Regions from separate parts of the Danio rerio genome. Here region 1 is linked to region 2. A link is a contact called in public Hi-C data. All regions are on one chromosome and are shown on one strand. The core of a region is the stretch at or near the end of the contact, and the rest is flanking DNA. Distances in the headings are between cores, read along the strand shown.

Region 1 (5,818 bases), core at 1,500-3,999, 140 kb after region 2:
CGTTGTGCAAATCAGTAATCACACATCGCCAGAAGTGGTGTTTATAATTTTAAAGCATAGGTCTCAAACTCAATTCCTGGAGAGCCACAGCTCTGCACGGTCTTGTTCCAACCCTAATCAAACACAACTGATCCAACTAATCAAGGTGTTCAAAACTATTAGAGACTATTAACAAGCTGTGAGTTGGAGGTGGTTAAAGTTAAACTATGCAGAGCTGCGGCCCTCCTGGAATTGAGACCACTGTCTTAAAGTATTTCTGTTACAAACACTCATCGATCCACTTCGTAAGACATATATTAACTTCATGAGTTAGTTTGATGTTAGATTTATGTACTTTTGTAAACTTCAAAATAAAAGTCACCATCCAAAAAAAAAAAAAAACATTATTTAGCTTGGAAGAGCTGGAATAAAATTTTAAACTATCCTGTATTACTAGAATAGACTGTTTTTCTATACCACCTTAAGTGTTATTTATAGGCTTAACTAGGTTAGTTAGGTTAACTAGGCAGGTTAGGGTAATTAGGTGAGTCATTGTATTACCTTAGTTTGTAGACAGTTTTCTGTAGACAGTCGGAAAAAAAATATGGCTTTAAGGGACTAATAATTTTGTCCCTGAAATGGTTTTTAAAAAAATGTAAACTGCCTTTAGTCTAGCCGAAATAAAACAAATAAAACTTTTTCCAGAAGAAAAAATATTCTCAGACATACTGTGAAAATTTCCTTGCCCTGTTAAATATAATTTGGGAAATATTTTAAAAAGGAAAAAAAATCAGATGTGGGCTAATAATTCTTACTTTAACTGTACACTGAGGAATTTGGAAGCGAGAGATTCAAACTAGAAAAAACACATCACGCCATCACGATCACAGATGACATTACAGCATCAACACTGTTCATGAACGACACTGTGAATAGAAATCAATTGGCATTTAACTCCCTTTGCTAGTTTTGCTTTGCGTTAGCTATTGTTACCAGGAGAAAGCTAACAATAGGGCTTTTTTTTTAACTAACCCGAGGCAGAGCTGGTTACTACATGACTTTAGGTGACATTAGCAGAGTTAATAGCAGTGTTTCTTTGACACACCTAAAGCCTCTAAATATTTAGGTGACATTTAAAAAAAAATCTATTACCTATCCTCTCCTGATACATGAAATCAATGTTACAAGTATTCGAGGCACATGGTAAAGCTATTTTTGTTTCAAAAACAAAATCAAACCAAAATCTTTCAATGATTATTGTCTGAGTTCCGGTTCCTATGCAACTGATATTCAACTGCCATTGGCTCATTTGCCTTTGAGGGGTGGGTGGGGCTTACTGATTTTCAGAAATCAAAAGAAAACTCTCCGGATACTCCAAGTGTATCTGTCTGCAGACTGCAAGAGAGGGGCGTAACATGAAGGGGCAAAACTTGTTGCAAGTTAGAGGCATAACTTGCAGTTATCGAGATCCCATTTAACCAAACGAGATGTCACAACGTGATGTTGTTGGCAAGATAGTGGAAATACTTAGCAGAGAACATTTTTAGCAAATGTTTTCATGAGATTTCTCCAAACTTATCTACAACCAATTCATTTGATATATTATTATATTTTAGAATTTAGCAACTCCACCATGAAACTCATAGGGTTGGGGTAGGTATAGACGTTAATAACTGTGATGGTTGGGTTTAGGGTTGGGGTTGGTACAGTATAGATGTTAATAACTGTGATCATTGGGTTTTGGGTTGTGGTTGGTATAGACATTAATAACTGATGATTGGGTTTAGGGTTGTGGTAAGTATAGATGTTAATAACTTTGATGATTGGGTTTAGGTCTGTGGTAGGTATAGACGTTAATAACTGTGATGGTTGGGTTTAGGTGTGGAGTAGGTGTAGATGTTAATAACTGATGGGTACAGCGCCATCTTGCCGACAATATAGTCTTGAGACATGTATGTCTCCATATCTTTAAGTTACACCTCCACTACAAGTTACACCCCTTCTATTACGCCCCTGTCTTGCTGTCTGTACATACATACATGCATATTTATTAGATTTTTATATTAGTTTTTGAAATATTGTTGAATATGCAAATGTTTAGATGATTTATGTGTGATACAATTGGATGTGTTATATGAGAAACCTACTGTTGCATTGTTTACCAATCAAAGCGTTTCAAATTTGATTTGGATTGTAAACTTTTAATAATTTATATTTATTTTGGGTGTTTATTTCTCAGCCCCTCTACTCTCAAAATTGTTCCATAACAATCTGCAGATTTTTTTTTTCAAATCAGAAATTCCACAGTTGCCCTACCGTTTTGTGCATGTTTTTAATGCGTACAGAGAGTATGTAATAACTGTGTGTGTGTGTGTGTGTTTACAGGGCCTCTCCTATCATTGGGTACCTGCCGTTTGAGGTTTTGGGGACCTCGGGTTATGATTACTACCATGTGGACGACCTGGAGCTGATTGCTCAATGTCATAAACAATGTGAGTGTTATCTCTGCTGCTCTCGCTCTCTCTTCGTTCTCAAACTAGGTCAATGTACTGTCTTGGAAATTTTCTCCTGTTTGTGCGAATCACAGAGGAGCTGAAAATGGCCCCGCCAGGAAAGATGAAAGACCTTGTAAGAAGCTCTCAAGCCTTTTGTAGAGAGTGCTGATCTTGTGTGTTTGTGTGCATGCGTTTGTGTGTATTGCAGTGATGCAGTGTGGGAAAGGAAAGTCTTGTTACTATCGGTTCCTGACTAAAGGACAGCAGTGGATCTGGCTGCAGACGCACTATTACATCACGTACCACCAGTGGAACTCCAAACCTGAGTTCATCGTCTGCACACACAGCGTGGTCAGGTAAAACAAACACTAGCGGCATTTATATGTGTGTATGGAAAGTGTGGGCATGGCAAGCACACTGGAAAGTACTTGCACTTATTTATAAGCATATAAACAAAAACGCTTTGCTTCGCACAGTAATTTGAATTAGAGTTAATTTCATCTTTGCTTTAATATATATACATATATATATATATATATATATATATATATATATATATATATATATATATATATATATATATATATATATATATATATATATGAAGAGATCAGATGCAAAGCCCTCTAAATCCATCAGACCTCTTTTCTTGTGAATAAGCATTTTCTATCAGGCTCATATAATTAGGTTCAGATGTTTCATTTCATAGATAATGAAAAGGTTATTAGCTTGTAAATAAAATAACTTTTTTTATAATTTTCATAAATGTCACTGTAGACAATTCTTTAGTTTTTAACAAAGTACATTTTCTTTTGCGTCAAAACCAGCTAAATCCACATCTGCTTTTTTTGCAAAAACCTCTAAATCCACCTATCGGGACAAGACTGTGTAATCAGTTGAAAATCACTAAAGATGCCATTAGAAATTATTTTACCAAACATAAAACACATTACACAAACCACCTAAATTTAAAAAAATGTATAAATCTATCAAGTAAGTGGCGATTCATTCCGCTGTGGAAAACCAATGAAAAAGCAGAAGGAAAATTAAAGAATGATATCCGTCAAGTAAATGCAATAATCAATAACATTAAACCTGACATTAAATAAATCTTAACAATGGTGTTTAGAGGCTTTTTCCACCACATCCAAAAGGTGCTCTTGGATTGAGATCTGGTGACTGTGGAGGCCATTTGAGTACAGGGAACTCATCGTCACGTTCAAGAAACCAGTCTAAGATTTTTAGCGCTGTATGACATGGCGCATTATCCTGCTGGAAGTAGCCATTGGAAGATGTGTACACTGTGGTCATAAAGGGATGGACATGGTCAGCAACAATACTCGGGTAGACTGTGGCGTTGACACAACTGGTACTTGGTACTAATGGGCCCAAAGTGTGCCAAGAAATTATCTCCCACACCATTACACCACCACCACCAGTCTGATTCGTTAATACAAGGCAGGATGGATCCATATTTTCATGTTGTTGACAACATATTCTGACCCTTCAAAAGTTGCAGCAGACATCGAGACTCATCAGACCAGGCAATGTTTTTCCAATCTTCTATTGTCCAATTTTGGTGAGCCTGTGCGAATTACAGCCTCTGTTTTCTGTTCTTAGCTGACAGGAGTGGCACACAGTGTGGTCTACTGCTGCTGTAGCCCATCCGCTTCAAGGTTGGACGTGTCGTGCATTTAGAGATGTTCTTTTGCATACCACAGTTGTAACGAGTGGTTATTTGAGTTACTGTTGCCTTTCTATCAGCTGGAACCAGTCTGGCCATTGAGTTGCTGTCATGTAATTGGCTAATTAAAAATTTGCATTAACGAGCGTGCGATATACACAGACACACACACACACACACACTGAGAAATGTTTCCATGGCAACTAGCAAAAAAACATTTGTCATTTTGAATTAGTTTTATTTTAGATTTATGTTTGTTTTTTCTATCTTTAACATTTTATTTTAATGTTAAGCATTTTTGTTTTTAGATCTAAATATGTTTATACTTTTTATTTTAGTTTATTTAGTTAAAATAGAAAATGTGTTCATGGTAACTAGCTGAAATGAAACATTTTGAATTAGTTTTTATTTTATTAAAAATTTACTTTATATTTTTTCAATTTATTTATGTATTTTTTGTAAAATGTATTACTTTTAGTTTTAAGATGTCTATTTTCTATTAATTTTATATAAAATATATAATGGTAAATAGAAAATACTTATAAAATGAATGAAAAATATTTTCATTTAACAAAGTGAAAATGGAAAATATTTTTAAGTACATTTTTGACTTTTATTTGTCCCCTTAGTAATAAAAGGTATTTTAGTTTTATCATTTAAGTAACTTTAGCAACCTTAGCTAAAGGCAGCGAAACATATTTAAATATTTTTTTTTCTAATTAACATATTTGTAGCTTGCATCTGCTCTCAAACGCTTGTTTATAACTTAAAAAATAAAATACAGGTAGTCATTAATGCTTGTCAGCTAATTTAGTCTTTTTAACAAAGTGTGATGTATTTTTAGCCTCTGTTTCCATCTAAAGGTCAGTGTGTGTTACTACAGATTTAGCCTTGAAAATTTAGCATATTCTCTTAGGTACAGCACATAAGAAGATCAGTCTGTCCACTTTTTTTCTCAGTACATATAAAACATTCAACAACAAAATGTTTTTTTTTCTCTCTCCAAAGTTATGCTGAAGTTCGAGCGGAGAGAAGGAGAGAGTTTGGATTGGAGGAGAGCTCATCTGATATGGCCACATCCTCAATCAAAGTATGAAACAAAACCCAAGAAAAACACTTGTAAGCATTTCTGTTTGTTTGTATGAATAGTTGACGCTAATGTATCATGTTTGTTTGTAGGGCCAGGAGGTGTTTTTGGACATGTGTCCTCCTCTGGAAGCTACACGGGACAGAATCAACAGCGCTCGATCAGTGTCATCACAGAGCTCCAGAAAATCATCACACACAGCGCTCTCCGACTCCGCATGTAAGAACAAACAGAGAGCACCTTAGTAAAGAGAAAAATACAATAGATAGTCATGTGATAGCATGTGTGTGTGTTTGTGCGTGCAGCGAACTCCTCAGTGAGATACACAGAAGCATGTACGTCATCCCGGCAGTCTGCTTCCATCGGCCCTGAGAAGAGCTCCAACAGAATGACACACACTGGAACAAAGGTGCAAACAAGCATGTCAGATTTCACGTGTGTTGAAGAAATAAGGATTTCAAAACTTTTTATTTTTTTTTTTTATCTTGGTTTATCAAAGAGGTGTATTTGTGTACATTATCTGGGCGAGTTGGAGTGAAGGGAGTTGCTAATATTGTTTAATAAATGTGTAGT
Region 2 (5,087 bases), core at 1,035-3,534:
TAAAGCTTGCAATATTTTGACAAACTGCGTTTGGATAGGTGGTTAAAGATACATATGAGTTGTATTATTTTAAGATATAAGCCTACTATTTCACTTACTTGAATGGACATGATTAAAAACAAATATAAATGTTGTACAGATTTCAGTCAATGGTGTTAAAGACAGCAAAATGTAGTGCCTGTAATGCTAATTAAGTTCATATTTTGGATGAAATATATTTCACAAAGAACATTCAAACTCATTTGTTGTATTTCTTCAAAATTAAGTTAATTGGCCTTCTTAAAAAAATGATTCAACTTATAATTGATTCTCTTCTGGACTTTACCTTTGGTGGCCTTTCCGTCAGTGGGAAAATGTAATTGCTTTTATTTTATGCAGATTATAGGCAAAGGAAAAAATGTGTTTTCACTGTGATGTCATGAAATGGAAACGTGATAAGTTATTTGCTTTTTTTATTGCAAAAAAAAAAAACAAGTGTTTGCATGTTATAATGTGATTGTTGGAAATGTTTTACAGAAGATGGAAAATATAATTCAATTTTATTTGGGAAATGTCATATATATATATATATATATATATATATATATATATATATATATATATATATATATATATATATATATATATATATATATATATATATATATATAAAGCAAAATGTACAAAGAGATTTTCCACTGTTCCAGTTTATTTATTTCTATTAATTAAATTATTACTGTATTTTTTTTACTTTAGTCTCAGTTCAAAATAATAAAACCTATTGAGACATATTTGCTTTTCATTCATTCATTCATTTTCCTTCGGCTTAGTCCTTACTTATCAGAGGTCGCCACTGCGGAATGAACCGCCAACTATTCCCGCATATGTTTTACACAGCGGATGCCCTTCCAGTAATGACAAAACTTTGCTTTTAAAATAGATTTTCTTTTTTAGATTGATGATAAAAAAGTTTGATATATTTCATACAATAAAATATGTTTGTGTTCGTATTTATTTTGCTTTAGAAAATTGGAAAAAAAATAGAAAAGAAAGAAAAAGAAATAACACAACAGAATTAGTTTTAAGTGGACAATCCAATTAAAAACCTAGTCACCCAAATTCAGTCCTTTTTTCTCAAGATGTGTTTTTTCATGTTGGCTCTAAGATCAAAAATGTCTTCAATTAAAATAATTGTGTCCTACAAAAATAAAGTCCAATATATCTTCAAATAAAATGTAGTAAAATATTTGACAACCATCCCAGGCTTTCTGTTAATTAAGAGGGAAGAGAGACAAAAATCTCATATTTCTAGAAATTACAGAAGGAAATGAGGTCATCATCTACATACTTCATTCATTCAATTATTCTCCTTTGGCTTAGTCCCTGTACTCATCAGGGGTCGCCACAGCAGAATTACCCACCAATATATCCAGCATATGTTTTACATAGCAGATACCCTATCAGCTGCAACCCAGCACTGGGAAATACCCATGCACTCTCACATTCACACACACACACTCGATATGGCCAATTTAGCTTATGCAGTTCACCTACAGCGCATCTCTTTGGATTGTGGGGGAAACTGGAGCACACAGAGGAAACCCACATGAAAACGGGGAGCAAACACCACACAAAAATGCCAACTGGTCCAGTCGGGACTCGAACCAGCAACTCTCTTGCTGTGAGACGACAGTGCTAACCACTGAGCCACCATATCGTTGTCATCATCTACAGGTACTTACTAGACCTATAATCTATCTGTCCTTTACCACATTTACATTTTAAAGTATGACAACTTGTACTGAACTTTTACTGTAATGTGCTTACATTTAACACTAGCAGTACAAAAACAGTTTTAGTGCTAACTATTGAATAAAATGAGCATGTTTTCTTTGTCTTCAACTACAGCAGCAGATTACTTTGAATACAGTATTATACTGCAAATGTCTGATATGCAGTAAGTTACTGTAAATGTTTGAAAATCACCCACAATCCAGTGCACGTTTGTATCTTTTTAAGTAGGACATACTTTAGGCTACTTCGTGGTGCTCTCTCTATCTCTCTCTCTCTCTCTGTTTAAATGTACAATAATAAAATAGTATGCTAATACTTACTGTGAAAGGTGATATGAACTGAATATCAAACTGTTCATATGAAGACAATATCCAGTCGTGTATGAGATCCAGAACATTATAAGGTTCTGAGAGTCTTTAATCAGTTCGCCGCCTGCACTGCTCGAGCGGCGCCCTCTAGCGGACATGCGCAAACACTGACAGACACTACTGCTGTCATGACCATACAGATCATGTGACAAAGACCCGGAAGCGCGAATAATTCAAGATGTCGCAGCACTGAATAACAAGGGATTGAGTTCCAACGGTTTTCTTATTTTGGTCGATGAAAAAAAACACAAAATGCAAAATTACGACAAGAAAGAGGTGGGCTCAGTGCCCGGAGCCATGCCTGATTTCAGAGGGTAAGATAACCTGCATCGTATGCCTATTTCACATAAGTTAATTCTGCTCAAACTGCACGTGACCTCGTATCAAAATCACAATCAATAAACACATGAAATTTAGCGGATTCAAATCAACTAGACACCTTTACACATATTTAACATGAAGTGTACATGATAGTACACTTGATTTCGTTTAATATTCAGATTTCCAGTCGTACTTAGACTAATCTCTCCATGTCCTCTTTCTTCCTCTTTCTTCATTCAGGAATGACGGGTCTCTTGTCTCTGTGCTCAAGACTCTACTGTTTTTCACTATTCTGATGATAACTCTACCCATCGGACTGTATTTTACATCAAAGTCCCTTCTCTTTGAAGGTATTTCGCTTTAAAGGCAGATCAGCCATGTATTTACCTAACGTTATTTAAATATTTATAACAACTCTGATGATCTCATTATTATTGGCTCCATTGTGCTCAGTACTGTATATTTATACTGTCCACATCACAGCCCATTGCTAAATATCTGTGCCGTGCTGCATTGCAAGTCAGTATATTAAATTTGTCAGGAGGTTGTGATGGTGTTAGTGAGGCACATTCGAGTGGAATGACATTTCCTCTGCTGCCAACTCTCAAGACAAACTCAACCAGTTTCAAAAACAGGCACATTATATTTAGGTGATCTAATGTCATTGCTACAATCTGTTATCAAATTAGCTTGATAAGTAAATTAGCCTATCTATACAAAAAAAAAAAAGAAAAAAAAAGTGAAGCTCAATCAGCTAGCTAGCTATTGTAGCTGGTTCATGTTCAGTTTAGTTTGCACCAGGTTTTAGCTACTGTAAAGGCAGTTTTTTCTTTAATCAGTCATTGTTGCTTTGGTATCTTAAAACATTATTGCACATTGAACAGTTAGTATTGCACAAAAGCAATAGTTGAGGGGATGAAGCTTTGATTTTCAAGCTATCCTGGTTAAATTTGGCCCTCAATCAGTTGCATGAAAACAGGCCAAATTAGGTTACTACAGCAGTTTGTTCATTGCTGCTAGCCTGCTCCGGAGCAAGATTTATCTGCTACTTTCACAGTCAAATGAATTAGAAATTATTTTATTTATGTTCATATATTGCCATTTCAGATTTCTGTATAAGGGAGCGATATATTGTTTTATATATACTGTGTGTGTGTGTGTGTGTGTGTGTGTGTGTGTATATAAATATTCATTTATTATTTATTGTATGTAGTTTTAAAATTAAATGATTACTCCAATCATTATCACTTTTATTACTATTATCATTAATAACATTAATAATACAAATAAATAATAATAAAATTAATATTAAAGTGATTTCTGAAGGATCATTTGACTGAAGATTGGAGTGATGAAGCTGAAAATTCCTCTTTAAATCACAAATAAATCATGAATAGTTTTGAACGTTATTTTATAGAGCAACAACATTTCACAATTTTACAAATTTTACTGTATTTTTGATAAAATAAATGCAGCCTTGGTGAGCAGGAGAAGCTTATTTTAAAACATTTCAAAATCATGCGGACCCCAATCTTTTGACTTGTAGTGTGTATTTTTTTTTTCTTAAAAAAAGCAGGAATCTCACTCCAACTATAATGACAGCAGGCATGGGCCAGTATAAGAATTCTGACCGTTTGATAACCTTGAATAAAAAATCATGGTTTCCTGGTTTTGTGATTACTGCTCTAAAATATGTTCTTTTTAAATGTCTGGGTATAATACAAAGACTTTTTTTCCACTGAATACGATATATTTTATTTTAGGAAATTTTTAAAATATTTTGGCCTAGTAGCTTTTGATGAAGAAGTTCCTTTTCTGCTGGAGATACTGTTGTCCTAAAAAACTAAATAAAATAGTTGTGAAAAACCTGTATAATATATATATATATATATATATATATATATATATATATATATATATATATATATATATATATATATATATATAACAGAAAACGTTGGCGGTTTTAAAACCTTGACTTTTCCAATCTGCAAACTTGCAGCAAAGAGAGCAAACTTTGTTGCTCTCGCCATCTTCATGTGAACGTACAGTAAGAGTGCAAAAGAGTTTTTTTTTTTTATGAGTGAGAGAGCGAGAGTGTGTTTCCACAAGTGGTTTGTCAAGCCCACTCACCTGATTTAGGTAACAGGTTGTCAGAAGTTATTTTGTTACACAAGGCACGTGATTTTAAAAATGTATACGAGTAGATCATTGCATGAGTCATGCAGTTTCCTATCAAATTTGTCAGTTTTGATTTTATAGTGACGTTAAAGGGACACTTCAGTTTAAAGGTTCTGTTAATTTACCACTCTCAGGCTATTAAATATGTGTTCCTTTTTTCTTTCAGCAGATTTTATGAATCGCCAAAGATTTCTGTTAGAAAACGACTTTACTCTTGGGTAGCCTAAGAATGTTTTTTGTGAGAATTGTCCTTTTGAAGTTAGGGTTTGGGATTTTTCAGAGAAAAATAGTTTTGAAAGCATAAGATCCCACCTTTTAGAAAATCTCCTCAAAATCCATGCTTCCTCCAAAACAAACGAATGATTACAGCCAAACCAGACCAGACTGTAAACAACACAGACAGAGAGAGACCGATAAGCCCAAATCTTGTTTACTCTTGAGGAA

Evidence for each region. A called contact is a pair of places that touch in the nucleus more often than the background predicts.
Region 1: a Hi-C map of an unstated tissue shows a contact between it and region 2, with 2.4 times the contacts expected there. The contact joins the enhancer-like site here to the promoter of vma21 in region 2. A contact is called at or near these places in 1 of 18 Hi-C or Micro-C datasets (an unstated tissue) and 1 of 4 datasets of contacts at active chromatin or transcription factors (caudal fin).

Annotation. Positions count from the first base shown.
Region 1 is chr5:23,516,347-23,522,164 of GRCz12tu, forward strand. It overlaps npas2 (neuronal PAS domain protein 2), which reads left to right. Exons shown (of 21, transcript NM_178299.1): 10 at 2,365-2,471; 11 at 2,683-2,830; 12 at 5,167-5,248; 13 at 5,338-5,464; 14 at 5,551-5,654. Among named protein-coding and RNA genes, the nearest start is that of radx, 21 kb to the right of the region's middle. Within about 2 kb of position 2,750, at least 5 of the 62 cell types and tissues checked have an H3K27ac peak or open chromatin away from gene starts, as enhancers often do.
Region 2 is chr5:23,376,338-23,381,424 of GRCz12tu, forward strand. vma21 (vacuolar ATPase assembly factor VMA21) reads left to right here and starts at 2,285. Exons shown (of 3, transcript NM_001202424.1): 1 at 2,285-2,455; 2 at 2,703-2,812. The coding sequence starts at 2,394.